2 separate regions of the Pan troglodytes genome follow, and region 1 is linked to region 2. Evidence: chromatin contacts called from public HiChIP or PLAC-seq data. All regions are on one chromosome and are shown on one strand. Each heading gives the region's core, a stretch centred on a gene start, on an enhancer-like site or on the middle of the called end of the contact. The rest is flanking DNA. Distances are from core to core; before and after follow the strand shown.

Region 1 (5,960 bases), core at 148-2,647, 120 kb before region 2:
ACTGACCACAGTCACCCAAAATAACCTTTTGGATGGCAATTCCGGCCCTTATGAAATGCAAGGAGCTGGTTGCCCGGGCATTATTTGCTCAAGAATTGTTGAGTTTTCCTTAGACCCATCCCAGAATACCTCCAGAGGCCTGGGCGGCAGACAGCAAAGAGGGCATCCTGTCCACGCCTCTGTCTGACTGCCCATTTGTCTGTCTCCCAAACCCACAAGCCACGCCCTGCAAGAGCTGCTTACGTGGCCCCCTCACAAACCAGCCAGCCATGAGCACCCCCTCTTCTTCGCCAGGGATGGATGAGGCAGGGTGTGCACAGCACCCACGGGTCCCTGCAACATGTGGCAGGGTCCTCCTTGGGCCTTCTGCATCAGCGCCCACCTGGAGCCGGCCACGGGAGCCTCTCTCCAGGCATGTGTGGTCCCTCCAAGGACAGGCCCTAGGACCCAGGCCTGGGGCAGACGCCTTCTGACCCCGCTCCCTGCCCAGCCTCCCCGAAGGCTGGCTCCAGGACAGGGTGAGATGGGGGTGGGAGATCGGGCCACAGGGAAAAGAAACGATCGGGGAAGCCGGGTGCCCCTTCAGCACTGCTGCCCAGCTGGTGTGGTGGCTTAGCGCTCCCTCTCCCCGCAGACACGCGCTCCTTCTGGGGCCCCTTCCTCACACGCTGGTACCCGTCTTCCTGAGCTCAGCTTCTGGGGAGGGCAGCTGGCAGGCCGGGGACAGCCCTCCCTTGGGAAGCAGAACTTGCAGCTCAGGTGAGTCCCACCACAGTCTCCTGCCAGAACGGATGCACTGCCTGGGCCTGGAGGAGCAGAGGCAGCAGCTCCCGGCGAGGGAGGAGCAAACGCCAAGGCCCGGTGGGGCCAGAGGACCGGTCGGCTGACGGGATGGTGGTCCTTGCTCAGAGGGAGAAAGAGACGGGCAGGAAAAGGAGCCGGGCAGAGAACGGTGGCCGTTCGCAGGTGCTGGGGCTCACCCTCCCCCCACAGACCTCAGCTGGGGCTCACCCTCCCAACACAGACCTCAGCTCATGGCTGCAGCGGCAGGGACAAGGCCGCCTCCCAGACCCCAGGCCCTGCAGTCCCACAGGCCCCACCGGCAAGGGGTCGTTCCTGGCCCAAGGCTCCGTGTGGCTGTGCCCCAGCGCTGCCCAGGCGGGCAGGGATCCCAGGACCGGCAGCTGCGGGGGGGACGCAGCCTCTGTCCAGCCATTCTGTTGCTGAAAGCGCTTCCACTGTCCAAGAGGCCCCTTGCTCTCCCCTCCAACCCGCGGTCCTGCTGGGGCCGGGGAGGCCATTCCGAAGGAGGAATGCAAGGGACCTCCTGCACTCGCCCTCACCCTCGGGGCATCCCTCCCTGGGGGACCGCTCACTCACGCTGCGCAGCCCCCGCAGCTCAGCATCCCCCGCAGCTCAGCAACCCCCGCAGCTCAGCATCCCCCGCAGCTCAGCAACCCCCGCAGCTCAGCATCCCCCGCAGCTCAGCATCCCCCGCAGCTCAGCATCCCCCGCAGCTCAGCATCCCCCGCAGCTCAGCATCCCCCGCAGCTCAGCCTGGCTTCTTCGGCTTTGGAGCCCAGCAGGGGGACCAGCAGGGGGACCAGCAGGGGGACCAGCAGGGGGACCAGCAGCGGGACCAGCAAGGGGCCTGAGTGATACCCACTGCCCTGGAGTGAGAAGGCAGGGGCGCCACACACACACAAGACACCACACACCACACACACTACACACGCCACACACACACAGGACACCACACACTACACACACCACACACCACACACAAACACACTACACACACCACACACTACACACACCACACAACCAAACACCACACATGCCACACATGCCACACAAACCACACACCACACCACACACCACACACACCACACACACCAAACACCACACATGCCACACACACACACCACACACTACACCACACACCACACACACTACACATACCACACACACACCACACAGCACGACACTACACACACCACACATACAACACACCACACACTACACCACACACCACACACACAACACACACCACACACAACACATACTGCACACACCACACACACACTACACCCACCACACACCACGTACACACTACACACACCACACACAAACGCACACTACACACACCAAACACCACACTACACCACACACCACGCACACTACACACACACTACACACATCACACCACACACAAACGCACACTACACACACCACACACACCACACACTACACCACACACCACACACCACACATTATGCACATCACAGCTCACACACAACACAGCACACATACCACACACACTACACACAACAAACACATCACACAAACCACACACACAACACACTACACACACACCACACTCTACACACATCACACACAGCTCACACACAACACACACCACACACAGCACACACATATCACACACAAACACACACAGTACACACAGCACACATGCTACACACACAACACACACTACAACCACACACACTACACAGACACCACACACACTACACACACCACACACCACGTACACTACACACAACACACATAACACATACTACATACAACACACAATATACATGAACAGAGATACACACCAACACACACAATACACATACCACATACAGTACACATAAACACACCTACACACACACATATACATGTACACACTGGGAGATTTAAAACATAAATTGACATTTAAACTACTAACCACATTCTAGAAAGTTTAGAAAACAGCAGGGGGGGGCTAGAAATCACCTGCCACCCCCCCCTTAACAAACAGCCCAACGATTTTTTTGTGTGTGTATAATAAATTGTGGAAATATCTCATTCAATTTTTAAAAAGTTTATTCTTAAATTGGGCAGATAAATTGGGTGTTATTTTTTAACTTCTGGGAAATGTTTCGAAAACAGGATAGAACAGAGAGTTTTTATTTGCAAACACTATTAACCATTTCCTGTTCCAACCTCAGAAATTGCTGTGAATCGGGCGCTGCCTCCCCACCGCGGTGCCCTTGGCCCGGCGGCTGCAGCATGGTTTCCACCCGGCCAGCCAGGCGCCCGGCGCCTCCCACTGCAGAAGCAGTTTCGGGATGGTCCTGCTGTTTCCAGCGCTTCCCCGGACCGTCCCTGCGCGGATGGAAACTTCCCACTGGCCCGAGCGAGCACGGGGATTCCCCTCCTCTCGCCACTTTCCATCGCTGCTGGCTCATGTTCCAGCACACGGGGCCCATCTCACCACTGCCGTGCGCCGGGCGCCATGCGTCATGACGTGCAGGCTCCTTGGAAACTGTAGGGTTTCTCTTCTCAGTCCAGGAACATGGGAGGGCCCCCAGCGAGGGGAACCTTCTCCAGGCCCCTGAGAGCAAGGCCCCAGTCTCGGAAAGCAGTCCTAGATCCCCTGGCCTCCTGGGCGCCCTGGCCCACAGAGGGCTTCCGGGGCCTTTAGTCATAGTCACCAAGAACTGGAGTCCACCCAGACTCACTTAAACTGAAGAATGGCTGACTAAATTGTGGTGTGGTACGTACATCCACACCACAGCCTGGATGGCTCGGCACAGAGAGGAACGGGCTGCTGAAACACACGCGCTGGAGGCATCTCCAGGGAATCCCGGAAGGATGCGTACTGCACCTTCCCACGGCTGTCGCTGGAATGAAACAGTGATGGGGGTGGAGGACAGGCTCGTGGCCACCAGCAGGGAGGTGGGTGTATTGCCAAGGACACCCGGAGGACCCCGTGGTGATGGGGACATTCTGCAGCTTCGCTGTCAGGGGACGCAGGAGCCTTCGCTTGTGCCCACATTGTGCAGCCTTTGATAGGCACACATTAGCCAGAAACGGGGACTCAGGATGGGATCGAGGTGTCACATCAAAGTCATTAACCTGGTTGTGATGTTGTACTGTGGTTTTCCAAACTATTATCATTCAGAGAGCCTGAGCAGAGTGTATGAGGAAACATCTGTGTAATTTCTTACAACTGCAGGTAAATCTACAATTATCTCAATTGTAAATGATACAATACTCAACCAAAACATACAACCATCAGCCAGGTGTGGTGGCTCACGCCTGTAATCCCAACTCTTTGGGAGTCCAAGGTGGGAGAATTGCTGGAGGCCCGGAGTTTGAGACCAGCCTGGGTAACATAAAGAGACCTCCTCTGCCCCCACCCCAAATTCTACAAAAAAAAAAAAAAGTTAGATATGAGCTGGCCACGGGGTGCACGCCTGTGGTCCCAGCTACTCAGGAGGCTGAGGTCGGAGGATCACTTGAGCCCAGGAGGTCGAGGCTGCAGTGAGCCAAGATCACACCACTGCACTCCAGCCTGGGTGCAGAGCAAGACCCTGTCTCTAAAAGAAAATAAACAGACAAAAACCACATACAACTTTGCTTGTTGTAAATTATCTTTTAACTGAATGCCCTGGATTGAATCTGGCTGCTGCCATCCCAGGGCCAGTGATTTGGAGGGGGTATGACCCTCTGTGAGGAAGGAGCAGGCGGTGGGGGAAGGGCCTGGGTGTCCAGGTTCCCTGGGAAGGAAGGCTGAGAAAAGGAGATGGGGGAGGGGTGGGCAGGGGTGGGCAGGGCCGGCCAGCCAAGGGCCCCTTAGCCCCATCTACCCTGCTCCCCGGACTCCGCCTGCCTTTCCTCCTCGTGACAGAAGACAGTGGAAGCCTACTGGGTGGAAGGCACGGGCTTAGGATGTGTGTGGGAGGAAAGTGTGTGTGCTGGGGAGCATGTATGGGCGTTGTGTGTGTTGGAAATCGTGTGTTGGGGATTGTGTGTATATTGCAGATTTTGTATGTGTGTTGGGGATTGTGGTGTGTGGGTGTTGTAGATTGCGTGTTGGGGATTGTGTTGGGGATTGTGTATGTGTTGGGGATTGTGTGTGGGGGAGATTCTGTGTGTGTGCTGGGGATTGGGTGTGTTGGGGATTGTGTGTGTATTGGGAATTGTGTGTGTGTTGAGGATTGTGTGTGTTGGGGATTTTGTGTGTGTGTTGGGGATTCTGTGCATGTTGGGAGTTGTGTGTGAGTTGGGGACAATGTGTACAGAGGATTGTGTGTTGGAAATTTTGTGTGTGTGTTGGAAATTTTGTGTGTGTGTTGGGAATTTTGTGTATGTGTTGAGGACTGCGTGTATGTTGGGGATTGTGCATGTTGGGAATTTTGTGTGTGTGTTGAGAATTGTGTGTGAGGGAATTGTGTGTGTTTGAGATTGTGTGTGTATTGGGAATTGTGTTGAGGATTGTGTGTGTGTTGAGGATTGTGTGTGTTCTGAGGATTGTATGTGTTGGGAATTTTGTGTGTGTGTTGAGGATTGTGTGCAGGGGGATTGTGTGTGTTGGAGATTGTATGTGTTGGGAATTTTGTGTGTGTGTTGGGGACTGTGTATGTTTTGGGGATTGTGTGTGTTGGGAATTTTGTGTGTGTGTTGAGGATTGTGTGCGGGGGAATTGTGTGTGTTGGAGATTGTGTTGGGAATTTTGTGTGTGCGTTGAAGATTGTGTGCGGGGGGATTGTGTGTGTTGGAGATTGTGTGTGTGTTGGGGACTGTGTGTGTGTTGGGGACTGTGTGTGTTGGGGTGTGGTGTGTTGGAAATCATGTGTGTTGGGGACACTGTATGTGTTTGGGGGAGGGTGTCAATAAGTGGCCTGGAGTGTGATATTGGGGTGCAGGCTCCATGAGTCCCCACCCCACACCTGAGCCCTGGGACCGCCTATCTGCTTCGGGGTGGGGTCCCAGGACACTGTAGGTTCAGCCTACTAGTCCAGGCCCAATGCCCAATGCCTGCATCCCTGCAGGCCCTGTGCTCTCCAGGCTCAGACCCCTCGCAGCCTTGCAGACCCTCCCTGGGTCCACGTGTCTCTTTGCAGGTGCTCCAGCGAGTAGCAATGTGGAGAGACCATCAGGCAGCCCTGGCCTCAGGGGCCACAGTCCCC
Region 2 (6,087 bases), core at 1,673-4,172:
ATAAATAAAAAAAGAGAAAACTGGGCACTGTTACCAAAAGGAAGTGCCAGCCCCAGAGGCTGAGAAGTCCCTCATTCGTGCACAGACTTGTATGCCACTGGGCAGAAGTGCAGTGGGAGGAGAGGAGCAGGCATGGTTGGCCAGGAGCCCTGCATCTTACCTAATGGGCTCCAAAAAGATACGTCTACTTCCCAATGCCCCAAGACCTGTGAATGGGACCTTATTTGAAAAAATGGGGCTGGGCATGGCGGCTCATGCCTGTAATCCCAGCACTTTGGGAGGCCGAGGCAGGCGGATCACGATGTCAGGAGATTGAGACCATCCTGGCTAACACGGTGAAACCCTGTCTCTACTAAAAATACAAAAAGAATGAGCCGGGCGTGGTGGCGGGCGCCTGTAGTCCCAGCTACTCGGGAGGCGGAGGCAGGAGAATGGCGTGAAGCCAGGAGGCAGAGCTTGCAGTAAGCCGAGATCACGCCACTGCACTCCAGCCTGGGCGACAGAGCGAGACTCCGTCTCAAAAAAACAAAAAGAAAAAACGGTCCAGCTAAGTGCAGTGGCTCATGCCTGTCATCTCAGCACTTTGGGAGGCCAATGTGAGTGGATCACCTGAAGTCAGGAGTTCGAGACCAGCCTGGTCAACATGGTGAAACCCCGTCTCTACTAAAAATACAAAAATTAGCCGGGCATGGTGGCGGGCACCTGTAATCCCAGTTACTTGGGAGGCTGAATTGCTTACACCCAGGAGGGGAAGGTCGCAGTGAGCCAAGATTGCACCATTGCACTCCAGCCTGGGCAAAAAGAGTGAGACTTCGTCTCCAAAAAAAAAAAAAAAAAGGATGAACGGTCTTTGCAGATGTAATTAAGTTGACAGTACTGAGATACGATCATCCTGGATTAGGGTGGGCCCTCAATCCAATGAGAAGTGTCTTTATAAGACAACTGGAGAAGAGTCACAGAGAAGAAAAACCTGTATGAAAAACAGAGGCAGAGACTGGAGTAATTTGGTACCTGGGGCCACCAGAAGCTAGAGCTACAAGAGACAGGAAAGAGCCTCCTCTGGAGGCTTTGGAGGCAGCGGAGGGAGTGCAGCCCTGTGATACCCTGATTTCACACTTTTGGCCTCCACAGCTTAGAGAACAAACTTGTGGGGTTTGGTGGGGAGGGGAATTCTGTTTTGTTTTAGAGATGTAGTCTTGCTCTGTTGCCCAGGCTGGAATGCAGTGGTGAGATCATAGTCCACTAAAACTGGAACTCCTGGGCTGGAGTAACTTTTTTACTTTTTGTTTTTTCAATCCTGGGCCGGCTACTTTTATTTATTTATTTTTATTTTTAGAGGTGAGTGGGGCGGGGGTTCTGGCTATGTTGCCCAGGCTGGTCTTGAACTCCTGGCTTCAGCCTCCAGGGCAGCTGAGATTACAGGCAGAGCCACTGCGCCAGGCAAACTTGGATTGTTGGCAGGGCGGGGTGGCTCACGCCTGTAATCCCAGCAATTTGGGAAGCCGAGGCGGACGGATCACGAGGTCAATAGATCGAGACCATCCTGGCCAACATGGTGAAACCCTGTCTCTACTAAAAATACAAAAATTAGCGGAACGTGGTGGCGGGCGCCTGTAGTCGCAGCTACTAGGGAGGCTGAGACAGGCAAATCGCTTGAACCCGGGAGGCAGAGGTTGCAGTGAGCCGACGTCGCGCCACTGCACTCCGGCCTGGCGACAGAGTGAGACTCCGTGACTGCACTCCAGCCTGGCGACGGAGTGAGACTCCGTCTTAAAAAAAAAAAAACAAAACAACAACAACAACAACAAAACTTGGGTTGTTCTAAGCGACTTGTTCGTGGTCATTCATTCCAGCAGCCTGTGGCGGTGCACACGCCCCTCTCAGCGCAGCCAGGGGCTGGCACCCCCAACCAGGTTGTTCTCAGCCCGCTTTGAAGCCTCCACGGGAAGGCGCAGCGGAGCAGGGACGCGGCCCCGCCGCAGCTTCCCAAACCTCACCCACCTCGCAGCGTCCGCAACCAGTCCACGTTGGGAGCCTGCAGCGCTTCCGGGTCCGTGATGACCCCGCCGGGCACGATGCGCTCAAAGGCGGCCAGGTCCTGCTTAGACACCGTGGAGAACGGCAAGCGCCGCACGGGGTAGCGCTCCCGGGTCAGCGGCACCTCGGGGATCCCCGGGGCGGAGCAGCAGCCTCTGCGGGCCAGGGGGCCAACCGGCCGACCCCAAGAACCCGCGGCTCCCGGAGCACCCCGCAACAGCCACGCGGGCCACGCCAGAGGCCGACGGGGCAGCATCGCCGCCGGGACGGAGACCTCGGGCTCCTCCTTGGTGGGGGGCCGGTACTCAGGGCCCGGAGGGGAAGGGCAGGGAGCCGCTGGCTGCGCGCCTGGAAGTGACCAAGGGTAATTTCATGTTTTATGCACGTTGTACAAATTGAAACACGCTTGCAGAAGCAGGGAGGGGGCAGGAGGGCAGCGAAGGGAAGGCTCCGAGCACCCGGGCCCTCCCCCTGCCCGGGCCGCAACCCCGCGAGAGCGCGAAGCCCCACGCAGCAGGCCTGCACTTAGCAACGCGCAGGCTCGGGGCGGCCTCGCCGGGACCTTGCCCAGGACCCCGTTCCGCCAAGCTCGCCCCCCGAGGGGATCCCGCGGACGCGCGCGCGTTCCACGCGGTCACGTGACGAGCTGCAGCGCCGTCCCCCTCCCCCCACAGGCACCGACTGGCTGACGGCGCCCGAGATCGCGCCCCGCCACCCCGACCCGCGGCTGAACCGCAGCCCGGGACCCTAAGCCCAGCGCTCCGCGCGGCCGCGCGCACCCACCCACGACCACGTCCCGGGCTCCAACCCGCAGCGCCCGCCGCAGGCCCAGAGCCGCCGAGCCGGAGTGGGCGGGGCGACGCCGCGCCTGCGCATTGACGGCTCCGCCCAGCGGGCGAAGCCCCGCCCCGCGCGCCTAACGGGCCCCGCCCCGCCTGCCCTCCAGGCCCGGCCGTGCGCGCCTACAGTCCCCGCCCCGCCGTCCAAGCCCCGCCCCGACTGGCACCGGAGGCTCGACGGCCACTGCCTCGTCCTGCGTTTCCTGAGGGCCTCCGGCGCCCCGCTGTCGGGCGCATCCCTCCAGGTAGAGAAGGGACTAGGCTGAGCGCAGCCCAAGACGCCCAAGCAGCAGCTGGAGGGTTCTCCAGAACGAGGCCCGGGACGTGGGCTCGGCCGAGGGACCTGGGGGCCGGCCCGCTCCTCCGAGGCCGAGCCCAGGGGGCGCCCCTTTCCCCAGCGGCCTCCCCAGCTCCTGCACGGACCACCCCTCCTGGGTCCCCAGCCTTAGCTTAGGGGGCAGCTGCCTCCTGCAGGTGTTTTCTTGCCTCCGTGTCCCCTTCTGCCTGTTCAGCCCTCCGTGCCCTCAAACCCTTTGCACACCTGGGGAGCTCCTGCCCTCCTGACGCAGTAACTGCTGTCCCGAGGAGCCTCCCGGCCTGGGATCCCCTGCCTGAGGCATCGCCAGCACTTGTTTTGTGTTTTTTTGAGACAGGGTCTAGCTCTGTTGCCCAGGCTGGAGTTCTGGGGTTGATCTCAGCTCACTGCAACCTCTGCCTCCCGAGCTCAAACCATCCTCCCACCTCGGCCACCCAAGTAGCTGGGACTACGGGCGTGCACCACCACACCCGGCTAATTTGTTGTTGTTGCTGTATTTTTGTAGAGATGAGGTCTCATGTGCTCCCCAGGCTGGTCTCGAACTCCTGGACTCAAGCGATCCGCCCGCCTCGGCCTCCCAAAGCACTTGTTACTTCAGCTCACCCAATTCCATAGAACCCTAGGGGGTGCAGAGGATGCAGATCTCTGAGCAGATGAGGGCAGAGAGCAGGAGGCCACACTCGGTCCGAAGCAGGACTGTGCAGCTGTGCAAGAGGTGGAGGCTACGCCCGTGACAGCAGATGGGTCCTGGTAGTCACACAGAAAACCGGCGAGCTGGATTTGTCCTGGTGATGAGGCTCTGGAGCAGCAGTTGCATGGAGTCATTCCTGTCCTCCTTAACCACATCCCCAGGGGCCACTCACCTTCTTCCCAGGTGAATCACCCATGCAAGACTCTTCCAAGTCAGCAATGCATTTTGCCTTTGGACTACAACCCTGGAAAGAAGACATCCACCTGGCCCTTCCTACCTGGCTGGCCCTTGCTCTGCAGATGAGTGTGGGAGTTTGCCCATTGTCAAGTGTAACTGTTTCAATTACACATTCAGGAACTGGAAAGACGACCACAGATGAGGTCTGTGGACCCCCTTACCACCTGACCTCCACACGCCCTCCCTTTGACTAGCAGGCCAGTGGCATCTTGGACCCCTGGGATTAGGAATGATTCAAAACCCATAAAGATTACCACCCATACCATCCCCTAAAATAACTGATTTTTCTGACCAGGCACGGTGGCTCATGCCCGTAATACCAGCACTTTGGGAGGCTGAGGCAGGTGGATCACCTGAGGTCAGGAGTTCGAGACCAACTGTGGGCAGCAAGCCACCCAGGTGCCGAGGCAAAAGACCGAGGACACGAGCTGTTCCAGTATAATAAAATAAGAATAGTTATACCAAATATAGATCTTAGATATGATTATATATGAATATCATTAATCATTAGTTGGTAGCAATTACTCTTTATTCCAATATTATAATAATCCTCGCTCTACAATCATAACCTAGGAAAAACCAGGCCATACAGAGATAGGAGCTGAGGGGACATAGTGAGGAGTGACCAGAAGACAAGAGTGCGAGCCTTCTGTTATGCCCAGACAGGGCCACCAGAGGGCTCCTTGGTCTAGCGGTGACGCCAGCGTCTTGGAAGACGCCCGTTACCTAGCGGACCGTGGTCTAGCGGTAGCGAAAAGTGTCAAGAAACAACACCCGCTACTTAGCAGACCGGAAAAGGGAGTCTCCCTTTCCCCGGGGGAGTTTAGAGAAGACTCTGCTCCTCCACCTCTTGTGGAGGGCCTGACATCAGTCAGACTCGCCCGCAGTTATCCGGAGGCCTAACCGTCTCCCTGTGATGCTGTGCTTCAGTGGTCACGCTCCTAGTCCGCCTTCATGTTCCATCCTGTACACCTGGCTCTGCCTTCTAGATAGCAGTAGCAAAATTAGTGAAAGTACTAAAAGTCTCTGATATGCAGAAATAATGGCATAAGCTGTCTCTCTGTCTCCTCTCTCTTTCTGCCTCGGCTGCCAGGCAGGGAAGGGCCCCCTGTCCAGTGGACACGTGACCCACATGACCTTACCTATCACTGGAGATGACTCACACTCTTTACCCTGCCCCTTTTGCCTTGTATCCAATAAATAACAGCGCAGCCCGACATTCGGGGCCACTACCGGTCTCCGCGCATTGGTGGTAGTGGTCCGTAGGGCCCAGCTGCCTTTTCTTTTATCTCTGTCTTGTGTCTTTATTTCTGTACTCTCTCGTCTCCGCACATGGGGAGAGACCCACCGACCCTGTGGGGCTGGTCCCTACACCAACCTGGCCAACATGGTGAAACCTGTCTCTACCAACAATACAAAAATTAGCTGGGCATGGTGGTCGGTGCCTATAATCCCAGCTACTTGGGAGACTGAGGCAAGAGAATGGCTTGAACCTGGGAGGCAGAGGTTGCAGTAAGCTGAGATCACGCCACTGCACTCCAGCCTGGCGACAGAGTGAGACTCTGTCTCAAAAAAAAAAAAAAAAAAAACTGTCTCAGAAAATAATAACAACTGATTTTTCTTTTTCCCAGGGCACAGTCACCCTAGCAAAGCCCACATGTACCCTCAGAGAATGCTTGGAGGAAAATACGGCATGTGCTGGTTTCAGCGTTGTGGGGCCCTCACCCAGCATCTCAGCCTCCTCTTCCAGCGAGATGGCAGGTGCTGGTTTCGGCGTTGTGGGGCCTTCCCCCAGCATCTCAGCCTCCTCTTCCAGCGAGGACTCCGGTCTACGGACTGGTTTTCACCTGGACGGTGGGTGAGAGGCCGACTGTACCTCGTGATGACCAAGCTCTTCCCAGGTTCTGTTAATGCACTCCTCAAGGCAACATCTTGAGACCCATCAGCTCCTGTTATGTTTGTGTCCC

The links. HiChIP or PLAC-seq counts read pairs in DNA pulled down with a chosen protein or histone mark.
Region 1: an H3K4me3 HiChIP or PLAC-seq map of stem cell-derived excitatory neurons shows a contact between it and region 2, with 3 times the contacts expected there. The contact joins the promoter of RTP5 here to the promoter of D2HGDH in region 2. A contact is called at or near these places in 1 of 7 Hi-C or Micro-C datasets (stem cell-derived neural progenitor cells) and 1 of 1 datasets of contacts at active chromatin or transcription factors (stem cell-derived excitatory neurons).

What each region holds. Positions count from the first base shown.
Region 1 is chr13:144,158,992-144,164,951 of NHGRI_mPanTro3-v2.0_pri, reverse strand. It overlaps RTP5 (receptor transporter protein 5 (putative)), which reads right to left and starts at 1,397. Exons shown (of 2, transcript XM_016950953.4): 1 at 1-1,397.
Region 2 is chr13:144,042,029-144,048,115 of NHGRI_mPanTro3-v2.0_pri, reverse strand. It overlaps D2HGDH (D-2-hydroxyglutarate dehydrogenase), which reads right to left and starts at 2,922. Exons shown (of 10, transcript XM_016950944.3): 1 at 2,821-2,922; 2 at 2,002-2,385. The coding sequence starts at 2,293. It overlaps LOC129143441 (a long non-coding RNA gene), which reads left to right and starts at 2,990. Exons shown (of 2, transcript XR_008546891.2): 1 at 2,990-3,121; 2 at 3,698-5,408.